Regions from separate parts of the Anas platyrhynchos genome. Here region 2 is linked to region 1. Evidence: chromatin contacts called from public Hi-C data. All regions are on one chromosome and are shown on one strand. Each heading gives the region's core, a stretch centred on a gene start, on an enhancer-like site or on the middle of the called end of the contact. The rest is flanking DNA. Distances are from core to core; before and after follow the strand shown. Region 1 overlaps SFMBT1 (Scm like with four mbt domains 1). Region 2 overlaps LOC101800783 (musculoskeletal embryonic nuclear protein 1).

What was found. A called contact is a pair of places that touch in the nucleus more often than the background predicts.
Region 2: a Hi-C map of subcutaneous adipose tissue shows a contact between it and region 1, with 2.2 times the contacts expected there. The contact joins two enhancer-like sites. A contact is called at or near these places in 3 of 8 Hi-C or Micro-C datasets (F1 follicle, skeletal muscle and subcutaneous adipose tissue).

The regions. Positions count from the first base shown.
Region 1 is chr13:14,481,720-14,488,749 of IASCAAS_PekinDuck_T2T, reverse strand. SFMBT1 (Scm like with four mbt domains 1) reads right to left here. Exons shown (of 23, transcript XM_072044509.1): 4 at 4,965-5,059; 5 at 269-509. Among named protein-coding and RNA genes, the nearest start is that of SFMBT1, 59 kb to the right of the region's middle. Within about 2 kb of position 3,554, at least 1 of the 8 cell types and tissues checked has an H3K27ac peak or open chromatin away from gene starts, as enhancers often do. A contact at or near this core is called in subcutaneous adipose tissue, where this site is marked.
Region 2 is chr13:14,529,667-14,536,696 of IASCAAS_PekinDuck_T2T, reverse strand. It overlaps LOC101800783 (musculoskeletal embryonic nuclear protein 1), which reads right to left. Exons shown (of 11, transcript XM_027467323.3): 2 at 6,505-6,553; 3 at 4,582-4,677; 4 at 1,012-1,133. Among named protein-coding and RNA genes, the nearest start is that of NEK4, 74 kb to the left of the region's middle. Within about 2 kb of position 2,521, at least 2 of the 8 cell types and tissues checked have an H3K27ac peak or open chromatin away from gene starts, as enhancers often do. A contact at or near this core is called in subcutaneous adipose tissue, where this site is marked.

The DNA of each region.
Region 1 (7,030 bases), core at 2,305-4,804:
GCCACATGCTCATCAGTAACACCTCAAAAGAAGAAATAAAACAAAAAAAACATTCTCTAAAGGAAATGATAAAGCAGCAGGATTTGGAGGGTGATGATTAAGATAACCACAAGTCTCTGTGTAAATCTAAGTCCAATTCTGAAATTAAGCTAACAACTCTCTCTGGTGTAAGAGCAAAATCCAGAGAGAGTAAGCCATGGGATTTCGGGAAAAAACAGCAGATAACCCCACCTTGTCACACTCCCTCTTCTGCACATGGAGGCATTACCTTCAGGCACTTTGAGAATCTTCTTGTTTTGCTCACACCAGCCGATGGGGTGTAAATCAGCTGTCATGATATCGCACCAAAAGTCAGCCTTGCGATCTTCTCCGTAACCATCGTAGCGCAACAGGAGCAGCTGCCCACAGGTAGTAATGATGGTGGCTACCCAGTAGGTGTTCTGGTCGGACTTGACAGCTACTTCTAGCTTCATACCAGGGGCAAAACCATTCTGCAAACTTGTATCCACCTGAAGAGAAAGATCATCACACCTGAGCACCTCCCAGAAAACTTGATGGAACAACAGGGGGAGCAATTTAGACATAATCATTAGCAAAAACCCTCAAGCCAAATGCCATCCAGCCTCTTCAGAGGAACAGCTTCATCATGTTATGGGACCCAAATTAGACTGCGCATGGAATCAGCATTAATGAAATCTCCTCCACACTTCAGAGTACTTTTCAACCTTCAATTAATACCTTGCAATGCATCTTCCTGTCCCAGACAGTACCTCCCCCATCACAGAAAGGCTTTCCAACTCACAGCTGGGCTGTCCAGCTAGACAGGGCTAAAAGTCAAACTCAGCAGCACAACCTTGACTTTCTGTGTTAAACTTTTGCTTCCGACCTCTTTGGACAGAGAGCCTACTTAAAGTATATACACCTGCTTTTTAGTGATGCCGCTAATCTCTGATACTGTGCTTGTTTAAGAAGGCATAAACCTGCAGAAATTGCAGAACAAGGACTTTTAATATCTCTGTTAAAGAATCTAAATAATCCTGTGTGTGACACAGTTACATGAATTGCACAGATTAACAAAAACGGTGTGCAGTTTTTCAGCAAGCTTACGTCTTGGCAATAGCTGAGTGCCAAATAGCGTATACACGCTGTGCATGTGCTGTGTGAAGGAGAGGAATCCAACTGCATGGTACTCAGATATTGAGATGTGAACTTCAGAAGGGAAGGCAAAACATCAAGTTCCTTGCATTCCTAGTTTCCGCCAGCTCAAAGACTCCTGCAAGGACAGAAGGATCCTGCCCTGCTCCCACTATGAAGTATTTCCAAGCTACACTTAACGTCGTAGCCTCAGTCTTTATTAAACAACTAACATGTCAATTCCCTGCTCTCGGCCAAATGTAACTGGCTTTTTCTTTCTTTAATGGTCCCAAGTTCCATTTCCTCTTTGAATTAACTGCAAGGAAGGCTTTCAGTACGATGCAGATGTGGTAGATGTTTTCTGGGTTATTTATTACCAGTTCTGTGCTGACGGTTCAGTAACTGCCACAGCTATTATAGTCTCATCAGCCAGCACATACTGGTTTGCTAAAAATAAAACTAAGAACAACATCAGAACGAAAAGCATATGCCTCTGTTGTTAACTGTTCACATCCTTTAGGTTGATAACCCTCACTTAGAGAATCCCCTTCATAAAAACAAATCAGCGGGACTCAATACCTGCAGTCTTTCTGAAGCAGTATTACAGAGGTAATCTCTTTGAAAAGGCAATTGCCTTGCTGAAGAGGTATTATTAAAGACTGGATTTCAATTCCCAAGAGACAGGTCATGAGCAACACAAGGCCCAAGGAACTGGGAAACCTGCACAGCTCTCTCTACCTGAATTTTCAGCCAAGCCTCATGGCATAGAGAACTGTATTCAAGGAAACCAGCAGCAACAGATGCAGCTTTCCCTGAAGTCAGGTACATTTTTCAAATGCTGTCATGTATGCTCTGGGTGGATACAGCAGAGACCAAGAAGTTAGCACCCTCTTCTGGCAGCTGGGCAAGACGACACCACAGAGGTTTAAAGCACGTAACTTCCTTCTTTTAGGCTGGACTAGTGGGAAAGCTGGCGAGCAGGAGATGCTGTGCAGGAGCTCTGTGAACATTTTCTTCAGAGCAATGCGTTCAAAAGCAGCAGCTTGCTGCTGCACATCTGGCAAGCTGAGAGCTCCACCGAGCACCTGGCGACAGCTCAGCTTAGGCACCCTGATCCCCAGCCCCTCTTTCCCATCAAGTACCACCCCTACTTTGTGGCCCTTTGTGCAAGCTTGGACCAAGGAAATCTGATTTGGCTCGGGAAGCGAATGCTAAAGAACAGAGAAAATGTTATTAAAAGCATGCAAGAATACACAGCAAGCACATATCCTCAGATAATGCTGAGCACTAACTTGTTTTGTAATACATATTTGCACACACATACAAGTTGAAGAAGGGCATTCAAGTAGAGCATTAAACGGTTCCAAAGAAAGTTTACTTAGACATAGGGTGGGATAACAGCACTGGCATCCACTGCAACTCTGGGTTCCTAAACTCTGCCTCCTACTAGATTGTAAGCAAAACAATCCCTTGGATCTCAGTATTGTTTAATTTTTAAAGCGCAAACAAATTAAACATTAGACCATGTTTGATTTGAGAAAGCAGCATACATTTTGCAATGTGTCTTGCTCATAGCAACAGCAGAACATTCAAAATTAATATAAGCTCCCATTTGCAAGACTAGTTCTTTGCTAACACAGGCTGGGTTATTATGGGTTATGTTTTCCTGACTTGTGCATGTACTCTCCCTACGATGTGGGCGAGGCATTTCTCATCCACTGCTCATAGTGGAAGGCCAGTCACAGTCTCACTATTCCAGCATTTCAAAAGAACCAAACAAAAACCTTAAGCTTCCATTTAAAATTTAATTTTGGTTGATGCTACACCTTTTTCTCTTGTGCCAGCATTATTCTTCAACTTATTTTTTTCCTACTCTGCTTTTCTGAGAGCACAAAAGCTCCCTCCCAGCTCTCCTGAATCTAGATTATACAAATCTGTTCTTCACGCCAAGCAACACGCACTGCACAGACCGAGCTGCGAGGACCACCAGTCTCTAGCAGAGACATCAGTGCCTGGATGCCCTCTGCTGAAAATCTCTCCCCTGATGTATCCTGGAACTACACTAACACTTTTACAGCAGAAATGCTGAAAACGTTTCCTTGCACCATTGAATTTCTATTAACAGCAAGATCTAGGGGATGTGACTGCTGTAAATACCCTCCCTTCCCTGCTTGTCAGTTCTGTGTCAGCATTAACTTAAAACAATTTTCTTTTTGCCAATCATATTATGGAGAACATCAAAACTGGCCTCTGGACAAATTCTAGGGGAACTCTGCTCACCAGCGCCTGATGACAGTTCCCCTTCTGCTTTAACCCGCAGCCATCTATTTCCCTGCTCCTCCACGTGTCCCCTGCAGCTCTCCTGCCTGCATCCGTGTGCGGGCACGAAGCCGGACCAGCCCAGCTCTGCTCCTCCTTGGATTTGCCCACAAGAGGGCACCCAAGGCAGCAGAAAGGACTGGGTGACACTGCTTTGTCCACACTCGCTCCCTAAAGCACTCTCCCCAGCGGTTATCGCTTAGACAAGCAAAGCCCTGCGGTGTTCTACACATGTAAGGCATAATGACAATTAAAAACGGATTTTTTTTTTAACCTAATTGTATTGATTTAAATTTAAATAATTTAAAAATGGATTTTTTTTTTAACCTAATTGTATTGACCACAGCCACAGTGGTCAGACCTCTTGTTTGGCCAGGCTGAGAGGGCAAAGGGTGGCGTGCAGGGGTACCAAAGTCACCCAAGGTGGTCTCCTGCTGATTAACAAAACCGAGCTGTCACGTTAATTCAGCTGGCCACTACTAAAAGGCTGGCATCACAATTTGTTTGTATAATGTCTGAGCTGTGAGCAGGCTTCTCTTAATGGAGATCAAGCAAGGCAAGGCACACCAAAGGAGCAGGCAGGCAGCACCTCTCGCTGCTGCTACAAAAGGCCACTGCTCCAACTTGATGCCACTCCTCAATGTGGGCTGTGCAAGCATCACTGCTGAGTAAGCTTGCTCCTGCTAGAACATTCGTAAACTAAGAAACAAAAACAATTGTAAGGTCTCTCCCCTCCACAAACGTGACACCTGAAAGCTTATACTCAGCAAAGAACTTAAAATTATAGTGTATGGAAGGGTCTCTGCAGAGCCTACATTTACTGTGGATCTTTGCTCATAACACAACTGCTGTATTTTAATAGATTCTTTAATATTTTGCAGCTCGCTTTCCCTGATGTCCTAGTACAGCAAGCCACACTTCAATTATCATCCAATGGGACAGTGCAGTTCTGAAGTTTACCAACAAAAGACTTAAAGCATCCAAGGGCTTATCTAGACTTCATCCCATTCACTAAGCCTTGCAATCCTCATCAGTTTTCTAACTATTAAAGTCAAGTGTTCAACAGAGATATTGTTTTCTCCTTGGCCTCCTCGAGAACCATCATTAAAACTTCCTCTGAGAGCACATCTGAATTCTGCTATTCAAGAACTATACAGCACCATTCTCTGAAGCGCAGCTACTCTACAGCAGTTGACTAGTAGAAATCCCCAAAGAGAAGATGCTGGCCAGTTCAGTCTTCATGAGAAAAATCAAGCTTATCCTCTGGTGCAGAAACAACAAGGGACCCCTTAACTTCCAGTACATGAGGATGGGATTATCCTGTGCTATGTACAAACAAGATGACGACAACCAATAATAAAAAAAAGAAATTCCACATTTCTCATTACTCTAGGAAACGTGATTTTAGTTAGTCTTCCAGATTTTAGTGCATCAACTCATCAACCCTGAACATTCAGTGTATAAAAAAATGATGTAGGAAATGGTAAGTAATGACACAATCCCTTACTCACATGTTTAAAAGATCCATGAGGGGCTGCGATTGCTCCTGTGTCTTCTAGATACTCATCCCAATTGAATTCCATTTCTTCCACACCGGAACCAGCATCTGGAAGAGAAGCCAAACATCTTCTATCCAGCAACCCGTTGGCTAAAGTTTTGGCCTATCAAGAACTCCAGCAAAGATCACTTCTGAATGACTGACTATGTAATCATGCAATGAACTTCAGTCATGCATTTCAACACACAAACAATGCTATTTCACCTTTTCTTGTATGTGAAGGGCACTGTAAGTTGGATTCAGTCTGACAAATAGCGAGAGCCTGAGTATTCTGGTTAAGCATAAATTGTTTATAAATCTACAGGCATAAGCCCTGTGTTTGTATCAATAAATATTTAGGAAGGGACTAAAAGTTCTGGGCACACCAGACCTTCAGTGGATTCAATTAAAAAAAACATCCAGGAAACAGATAAGACTCCCCTCTTTTTTTTTTTTTTTTTTAAAAAAAAAAAAAAAAAAAAGCAAGTATTTATTTCAGTGTTATAAGATGCCAAAAGCACAGAGAAGGATTCACGGTAGTTCTAAGAAAAGCAGCTCCAGACACAAGTGAAATCAAGAGCCTTCAAATTAGTCACTTAAAATACCAGCTCTTAAGGTGCAACAGCTTCTTCAGAGCAAGAAAACCTCATTTCTGGATGTATTTAAACCAGAACGGGCTAAAACCACTCAAGCCATAGTTGTGCACTCACTCATGCTGTCAGGGAAGAGAGCAGCTGTAGTGTGAGCCACACTCTACAATTTAGTCATATTTTCTATCAGCATTATCAGTGCTTGGCTCACTTCCCTGCTCTCTTTCCCATTCCCCTTTTTCTCTAACGTGTAATCCACGTTCCTGGGAAGTCACTGCAACCAGAACAGTTTGGATTTTACTCCCCAGTTTTGTTCACTGCACAGCCCCAGTTTTTTTTTTTTTTCCCTGCAGGCACAGGGTGGGATGACAAGGGAGACTTCACTTTTAGACTGGTTCTACAGTCAAACCACAGCTGTCTTTGTAAATGAAGATGAGAGGTGCTCATCTCTCTGTACCAGGAAACTTGGGGCCACATTTACATGGGAACATAGAAATCCGAGTGTGGCCAAAGTGTGGGGAGAGCTCAGCAAAGGTTACACGATGCTAATGTTCCCGATGCTCTCACTCTTAGGACAGGTGCCAACTCTTCTTTCGAGGAGCAGTAATGTGAGTAGGAAACATTAAGTGTCCAAAAAAAAAAAAAAAAAAAAGGATGAAATGCTTTCACATTCCCAAATCAGAGCCACGGGCATGCTGAAAATCTGCTAAGAATGCTTCACGACACTTCTTATTCCTTGAATAGAGAGGGGCAAGTATTTGCCCAGAAGTCTGAGCTACTTTAAATCATCTAAAAATCATCTAAATTATCAGGGTATGGTGTGTTCATTTTCTCTTCAAATGAACGTTAAGCTCATCTTTGGCTTTTCATTGGAATTCTAGGAATGTTTCCCCAAATTTAAAAATGCACCTTCAGATAGCTTTTGTTTGATGATGACAGTATCTGTTTTAAAAGCAGCTCATTTGCTCCCGATTCCACTTTCATTTTGCTATTTTTAAACAAACAGAGCTGCTTCTATTGGCCTTTCACAAGCCTGAGAGCTCAAAAAATTTGGAGCTTGAGGATCATCACCAATTTTAGAGGATAATTTTGAACTTACTGCAGAAACAGACCTGGAAAAGGCCAAAAGCAAGTAACTCAAAAGCAGGTACCTTGGTTTAACATATTTTGACGGAGTAGAGAGGGTAAGTCACAGAACACAGCAGTTTGCAAACTAGGGTGCAGCTGAGCCAAGTTTTGGCTGCAAGTCATTCGAAGAAAAATATAACCACATTGAAAAAACAAAGTAAGGCTTCTCAACTCATTAAAACAACATTTTACTTTAACACAGCCATCAAAATGGTTAAGTTTACAGCTGGTGAGCCAAAGTGGAAAGAAACATCAGCTCGAACAGAACATTTATGGTCAGGCAAGCCTCAGAACCAACTTGCTTGGACTTTGCACCGCTCGC
Region 2 (7,030 bases), core at 1,272-3,771, 49 kb before region 1:
CAACCATTTAAAGTACTTGATTTTAACAAGGCCTTTATTAATTCTTAATTCTGTTAGCCACTTGGGTTTTTTGTTTGGTTGGCTGTTTTTGTTTGTTTGTTTTTTTTGTCCTTCTTACACAAAATCAAACAATGATTAATTATCAAACTGCTATAAAAGCTTTTACTTTGTTAGGCAAACATTATTGTTATTAAACTACAGTGTGTTTTTTTCTCTGGTAAAGAGCCATAGCTCTCTTGTAAGACAACCCCTCCCTCCCCACATTCTCATTTCAAGGAGCTTCAAGTGCAATTTTTAGTATTTATACATTTAGTATTTATATCTGAAAATATTAGGTTGAACAGAATTGAATGCTGTGTACATAATATATCAAGCTTTTTTGCATCTGTAAATCCACAGTTTCTGCAGGTCAGCAGACTGCAGTGGCTAACAGAAAACAAAACCCACAACTTCAGATGAAGCTAATTTCACTTCTGTATTTCTTAGCCTGTAAGAAAGACTTGTGCATTTTTCATCAGATACAAGCCCCATGCGCAGGAGTTCAAGTGATCCCTACTTGAGGACAAGCACATTCTCTTCGCAAAGATATGTGCTTGTTTACTTTAAAGAGGGCTGGCAGAATGCTCAACCCGTATCTTCAGACAACGGCATGCGGTGCAGTGAAAGCTTTAATAGGAAATGATGTTCCAGCTATCATTATTTAAAGTGTTTCAGAGTACATTTATCCTGTTGTTTTTTAACCCGAGATTAGCCAGTACAGTAATTTGTTCAATCACTCCTAACAACAACAAAACCAAGCAGTTGTTCCAAGCCTCACTAAATGCTTAAAGACTTGTTAAACTTTGCAACACAGAATTTGCATGCCAAGATACAGAGTGCTACTGACGAGTGGAATTCTACAGTAGCCATTATAACAACTGTGTAATGACTTAAAGGTCAGTGAACTGTTAGCTGAAATATGCCAAAATTCTGTCTTGGAAAGTATTTTAGTGCAACAATAGAAATATTTACCATATTCACCAAAGCGAAGGGACTCCCACTGCTGCCATTCCACAATGCTGCTGACTGCACGTATACCAGCGTAGATTAACAGCATCCCTAATGTGGCATCTAACAAGAAGTTGATAAGGTACCTGAAAGGAAAAATGTAAAGAAAACAAGGAGAAAGGGTCCAATTTCCAGAAGTTCCATGTATTTTTACACCACAATTGATATTCATTTATGTTGAAAAGCCACATCACTGAGATTAATCATTTACCCACTTCTGTACCTACACAGTGTAAAATTTAAAGTTTTATGGGAGTCTTAACATTCTGTTTCTGACCTTAAACTTAAGCTTCAACTTATATTTCCATGAACTTTGTGTGTGCATCCTCTGTATAAACTCCAATATTCATTTTATGTCTTTAAATTAAAAACAGATTTCCTTTTTCCCATCCTCCAGTTCATTCTGCATAGAAACACTGCATTTGAATAAAACCAGTGGAATAAAAGGAATAAGCTAATTTATTTATTTTTTTATTCTTAACACCTCACAGAATTTGAAGAAAAAACAAAACAAAACAAAACACAACAACTACCTAACAACCCAAAACACTTTCATTCTAATGGGGGAGGCCCCACAAGGAGTTCTCTCTTGCTTGAAGGAGCACTCTACTAGAGCTGACAAGGAACAACAGTAAATATCAAAGCCACTATCAAAACCACATTTCAAATTACTTCAGAGTTTAGCGGGAAGTGATTTGCTTTAGGACTTCAAATTGTATCTAATAAACATCTGAAATCAAATCTAGAACTAGCCTTCCAAGGAAAAAAATAAAGTGTAAAGGACACACAACGGCTGCACTATTAATTGATTCAGAAGAAACTCCTGGGATCTCGCCTCTAGATCCAGAGATCACCGTGGGTTTCAAATTAATTCTTAGGTCTATTAAATGGTGCAGCTGAACTTCAAAGCACCTTGCAGGTCAGTTTGGTTTGTTTACTACTGCTCCATTTTGGCTGAACAAAACAGCAGCTGAGAAAGAGCCAGCGAAGGTTATCCCAGCTGCACGTCACACTGGAAATCCCTGTGACTGAGTCTTGTTCGGCAATTCCAAATACTTACAGTAAACTCTAGAGTCCATAGGATCTAGAATCCTATTTTCAGAATCTGTTGAAATAACAAATCAGAGAGCTGGGGGCTCCTGCTGGCCGCAGAGGCAAGTCCACGTGGACAAAATAACATCAGAAAGCGGAAAGCAAATACACAGTATGTGCAATCAGAGCAGTAAAGGAGGAGCTGCTTCGATCCTCAAAATCTCGTTCAAGCAGCAGCTCAAGAATAAAACTGAATTGACCGTGCCTTGCTTCAGCAAAGACGTAGCCACAAACTTTCTAAAAACAGCTATTTTCTAACGGCTGTGTCAAATCATAGTTTTAATGAACTTTCTCTTTGAGGAACGCAGAGATCAAGGTTTAGTGCTTGGCAGAGGAAGCCCGGCACTTACAGGAGCCGCTTGAGGCCACCAGGGGCTGCTCTAAGCCCGCGGCAGGAGGGCTTCCAGCCGGCCAGGCACAGGGGCTGTGCCGGCACCCGGGGCAGCGCTGCCGGCAGCAGGAGGGCTCCGAGCACCAGCGGTGGCTGCGAGCTGGCCTGAGCCAACACTGCCGCTCACAGCCAGCTGGCAGCCTGCACCACCAAACCCCGCCGGCTGCTTTGGCTATTCCAAAGTCCTCGCACAGCAGCCCTGTCCCAGGTGTTTGAACAGAGGGTTTATCAGCTTTCGGCTTATCCCGTACCTGCCTGACACAGAGCGTTGCATTGCCAAAGTAACGGATGGCAGCTTCCAGTTTCCAACCACAATGTTCTCTAAAACTACCTTTTCTGGCTTTGTTCTGAACAAAAACCCCGCACTACAAAACAGGAAAGCACAGAAAGCTACCCGTGTTTGGGTTTGCTGACTCACATTACTATTATTTGAAGTCACGTACAGAAACAGTGCTTTTACTCAGGAATTTTGACCTACCTGTAACCTTTAAGATATATTTTTCCCCCAACAAAGGACACGTGGCTTTGGTTGATATAGCATGCTATTTTCTCTGCCAACAAGGAGGACCTGCACCCTTATCTGAGAAACTGCCCAACTCCACAGTTATCCTAAGAACGGCAAATGACAGCTGTGCCTTTGTTATGTGTCACACTACATCGATGTTAAAAGTGGCATTTGAAAATAAAGTTATGTAGACTATATGGAAACATGTAGAAGAGAACACACATTAGCAAACCTTCTATTTTAAAAACTCAGACAATACAAAAAGTTATTTTTAAAATGTTTTAATGAAGTATTAAGCTTTGACTTTGAATGCTAACAATTCTAAACATGCTGTGGTTAGCTTGCTTAAATATATACATGAAATGAAATAAAAGCAATTTACACCTGTCAGCTTTTGTAAATTATCAGGAAATTCTTAAAACAGTAACCAAAAAGATCTTACAATGATGCCTGGTATTACTGAAACTCTCATATTTACATCTTAACTTCTACAGCCAGTGTGTTAAAATAAATGCATTTTCCCTACCAAAATGCTTTGTGTTGGGAGGAGAAAAGCAGTGTTTTACTGGCACATTTATAGCATGTGGGAACACAGGGGAAACTAAGGAGAAATAAGGCAAATAAAACATTTAGTCTTACAAAGCAACAAACATATTCCTTGAGCAATTTAACTCCTTTGTTTACCAAAGGACATCTGTGAGCAGCTGCCAAGGAAGGAATGGCATTTGGTTTTCAGGGGCAAATTACTAGACTTTTGGAAGTAATTTTACAGTTTCTATTACAAGAAATGCGTAGGCTTCTTTGAGCATGAGCCCCATCAATAAGAAACCCAAACAATTGTCATCTGCTTCAGCAGCTCTTCTAAAAAGCCTGACAGGGTCTTAGTCATAGATTCTTCAGGTTTAATATGCTACAGTGAAATGCTTACCTACTTAGTCACACTGCTCCAAGTGTGAGATCACAAAATTAATTTTTGCACAAACTGCCTCGGTATCAGGCAAGATTTCCTGCTTTTAACAAAGTGAAAATGATACTGCAGTAGCTGATGCAGTTTTCTGAAGAAAATACAAGCAGGAACAATCTTTGCTCAATATCCCTGAAAGCAACCTGACTTTATATTAAAGCCTTGTTGCAGTGAATGATGAAGCTGGAGGCCAATGTACACAACTTTACATTCACTTCCACTGGTTCCTGGTATCTCTTACCTCCTTCAGTAAATAGCCTCATATTACAATGAGCATCCTAAATCCTCATTCAGTTACTGAAGGGGAAGAAGCAAATTTACTCTCAGTCTAAAACACCCATACACAGATCAGAAAACAAACAAACAAACAAAACAACAGCTTTCTGAGGTCCTGCCAGACATAACCTAAAAGAGCAGATTTCTGATCCTTGATTAACTAAGCTTAAAACATAGTATTTTGAAAGTGACTGACTTTTTGCATGCAAATTTGTTTCTCTGATATATCTTGCATTACTGTCCAAGTACACCAAACTCAACAGTGAACCTCCATAAAGACCAACTATTCAATAATTAAACACTCACAGTGAACAAGGGTCTTCTTCTGTAAGGTCTGATAAATAGACGTTTGCAAAGTGGATGAACAACATCCCTATGGCTTGCTTGGAAGTATCTAAAAACCTGTAGAGAGGTAAAAACAGCTTTTAGGACACTCAAAACTGTTTACAATGCAGTAGGAACACTGCAAATTTATATTAATATTCCATCCCAATTATTCATTTTTCTTCAAATGAGACCACCAGAAGGATAACATGCCATGGTATTTAACTTACTTAACCATGTTCCACTTTAAATTCAACCCTGTGCTTTTTTTTTTCTGGAATCTTGCTAACAATAAATCAAATCATACCAACTTGAAGCCTTGGCACTGAAACTTTAAAGACAAGAGAGATCCTCCTGGTATCATAAGCATTATCCATAAGCTAATCTTCACTAAACCTATTTAAGTCTTTAATAACCTCCTGTAAACAATGAGTATCTCAGGTTCACAAGATATTTCAGTCCTTTTATGTTTATGTATTTTTAGTAAGTTTATGGCAGGGATGGAGGTAAAATTGTCATCACTTACTTAGATGAACAATCTAATAGCTTGCTGATGTTTCCTTTATCTATAGCATTTCGCTAAAACTCCATCATTGGTATTTTTCACCTAAAAGCATGAAGTAGCCTCCCTGAGTTTTAGCTAAAGCACAACAGCTTCAAGACCTCACTGCAAAGGAGTTATCACCCTGAAACTACCATCTCCAAAGCAAAAGACAGACGGGAAGAAAACAGTTTCCTACTTACTATGAACATATTTTAAAAAAACACCACTCAGGTACAGATTCAACATTGATTCCAGCCCCTTCCAACTCTTTTATTATTATATACTAATTAACTTTCCACAATGATTTATTAAATATGTTAAATATAGGAATTGTGTCAGAAGTATTACGTAGGCAAGAGTGTGTTATTTATACAGACCAGCACTCATTTTGCCTGTTGCTTCCACGTCTAAAAAAAAGCCCCAAAATAGATCCAAACAATATTATATGCACAAATTCATCTGCCCTCCCTGACAATTTGGTATTAAACTTTATTCTCTCTCATTCATTGCCCAACACTGAGAGCACAAAGTTGGAGATGAGGCAGGAAGCCAGAACGTTACTTATCTAATCACTACAACATACTATAAATAACAATACTCAATTTCAGTACTAGATTCTTGGCTTAAAAATTAAAAGCTACCACAGCGCTAGCCAGAATTTCAGGCTGAGGTAGACCATAGTACACAAAGATTTTGTATTTATTTTTTCCCATAAAATAAAGGTCAAGATTAATTATGAAAAGCAGCACTGTATGATGACTTTAATCATCATGAATCAAAGATGAATATCAGCCACTGAAGAAAAAACAAAGCACTACAGTCTACAACAGCTGGAACAATCAACAGCTTAAATTTTACACCAGTCTCTACTTAAGCCTAAAACAGGTTATGTTGGCATCACTACAATACAACAACATTTAAGAAGTAATAAAAATAAATATACTTTTTACACCACATATTCTTTAACAGCTTATGAAATTAAATCTTTTACCGTACCATTTTCTCTATTACAAAAACTAGGACAGCTACAGAACAAGAACATCTGTTTAAGCTTATCATCTTGGGGCAGTTTTACTTTCCATCCTCAGGAGGAAATGCAACTTTAAGCTTTACGTCTAAATGCGCATCTTCATGAAGGTTCCTGGCAATGTCTAGTGGGAATGAACTAGCAGGGAAATATTCTTAAGAATACAACATTTCGTTAAATCCTGTATTTTTATAACTGTTTTGTTCATCATTTATTCATCACTTTCTTGTCATCATTTTTTTTAATCATCATCACCACATGCAGACAATCATTCTATCAATTTCTAAAACATGCAAGAAGCTAAAATACAGGAGTGAGCCATGCAGAAACATACCATATTCTCCAAGGACGTCTTTCATGCTTTGGTTCTCTGAAGCGCTTTACTACAAAAGAAAGGAACAATTGGAGATAATCAGCAACTCACAGAGCAACAGAAGTATAGAGAAGTAAAAGCAAATCATCTTGCAGAAACTTTACTCCTCAATAAATTAGGCCTTATACACCTGTATTTCGCTTTATGAAGCTCTAAAGATAGATTTTAAAAGCAACTGTCTCCCTCCTATCACCTACAAATAATCTGTTACCTGACCACCATTTCCATGGCCTTAGCTTTTATGATCACCCAACCAGAAAATTTAATTTCCAATAGTAAAGCAGGTTCAAGATATTATGAGAAAAAAGCAGTTTCTTTCACTCACTGAAGATCAACATTCAAATAGGAAAGTATTACTTGCAGTGTAGGGGCAATCTATAATATCAGAAATAAATCAAAAGAATTAGTAACAGGACAAACATTCCCTGACAAAGTGTATTTATTTTCTGGATGACAAATTGGACTTTTGTGTGCAAATTGAATTCCA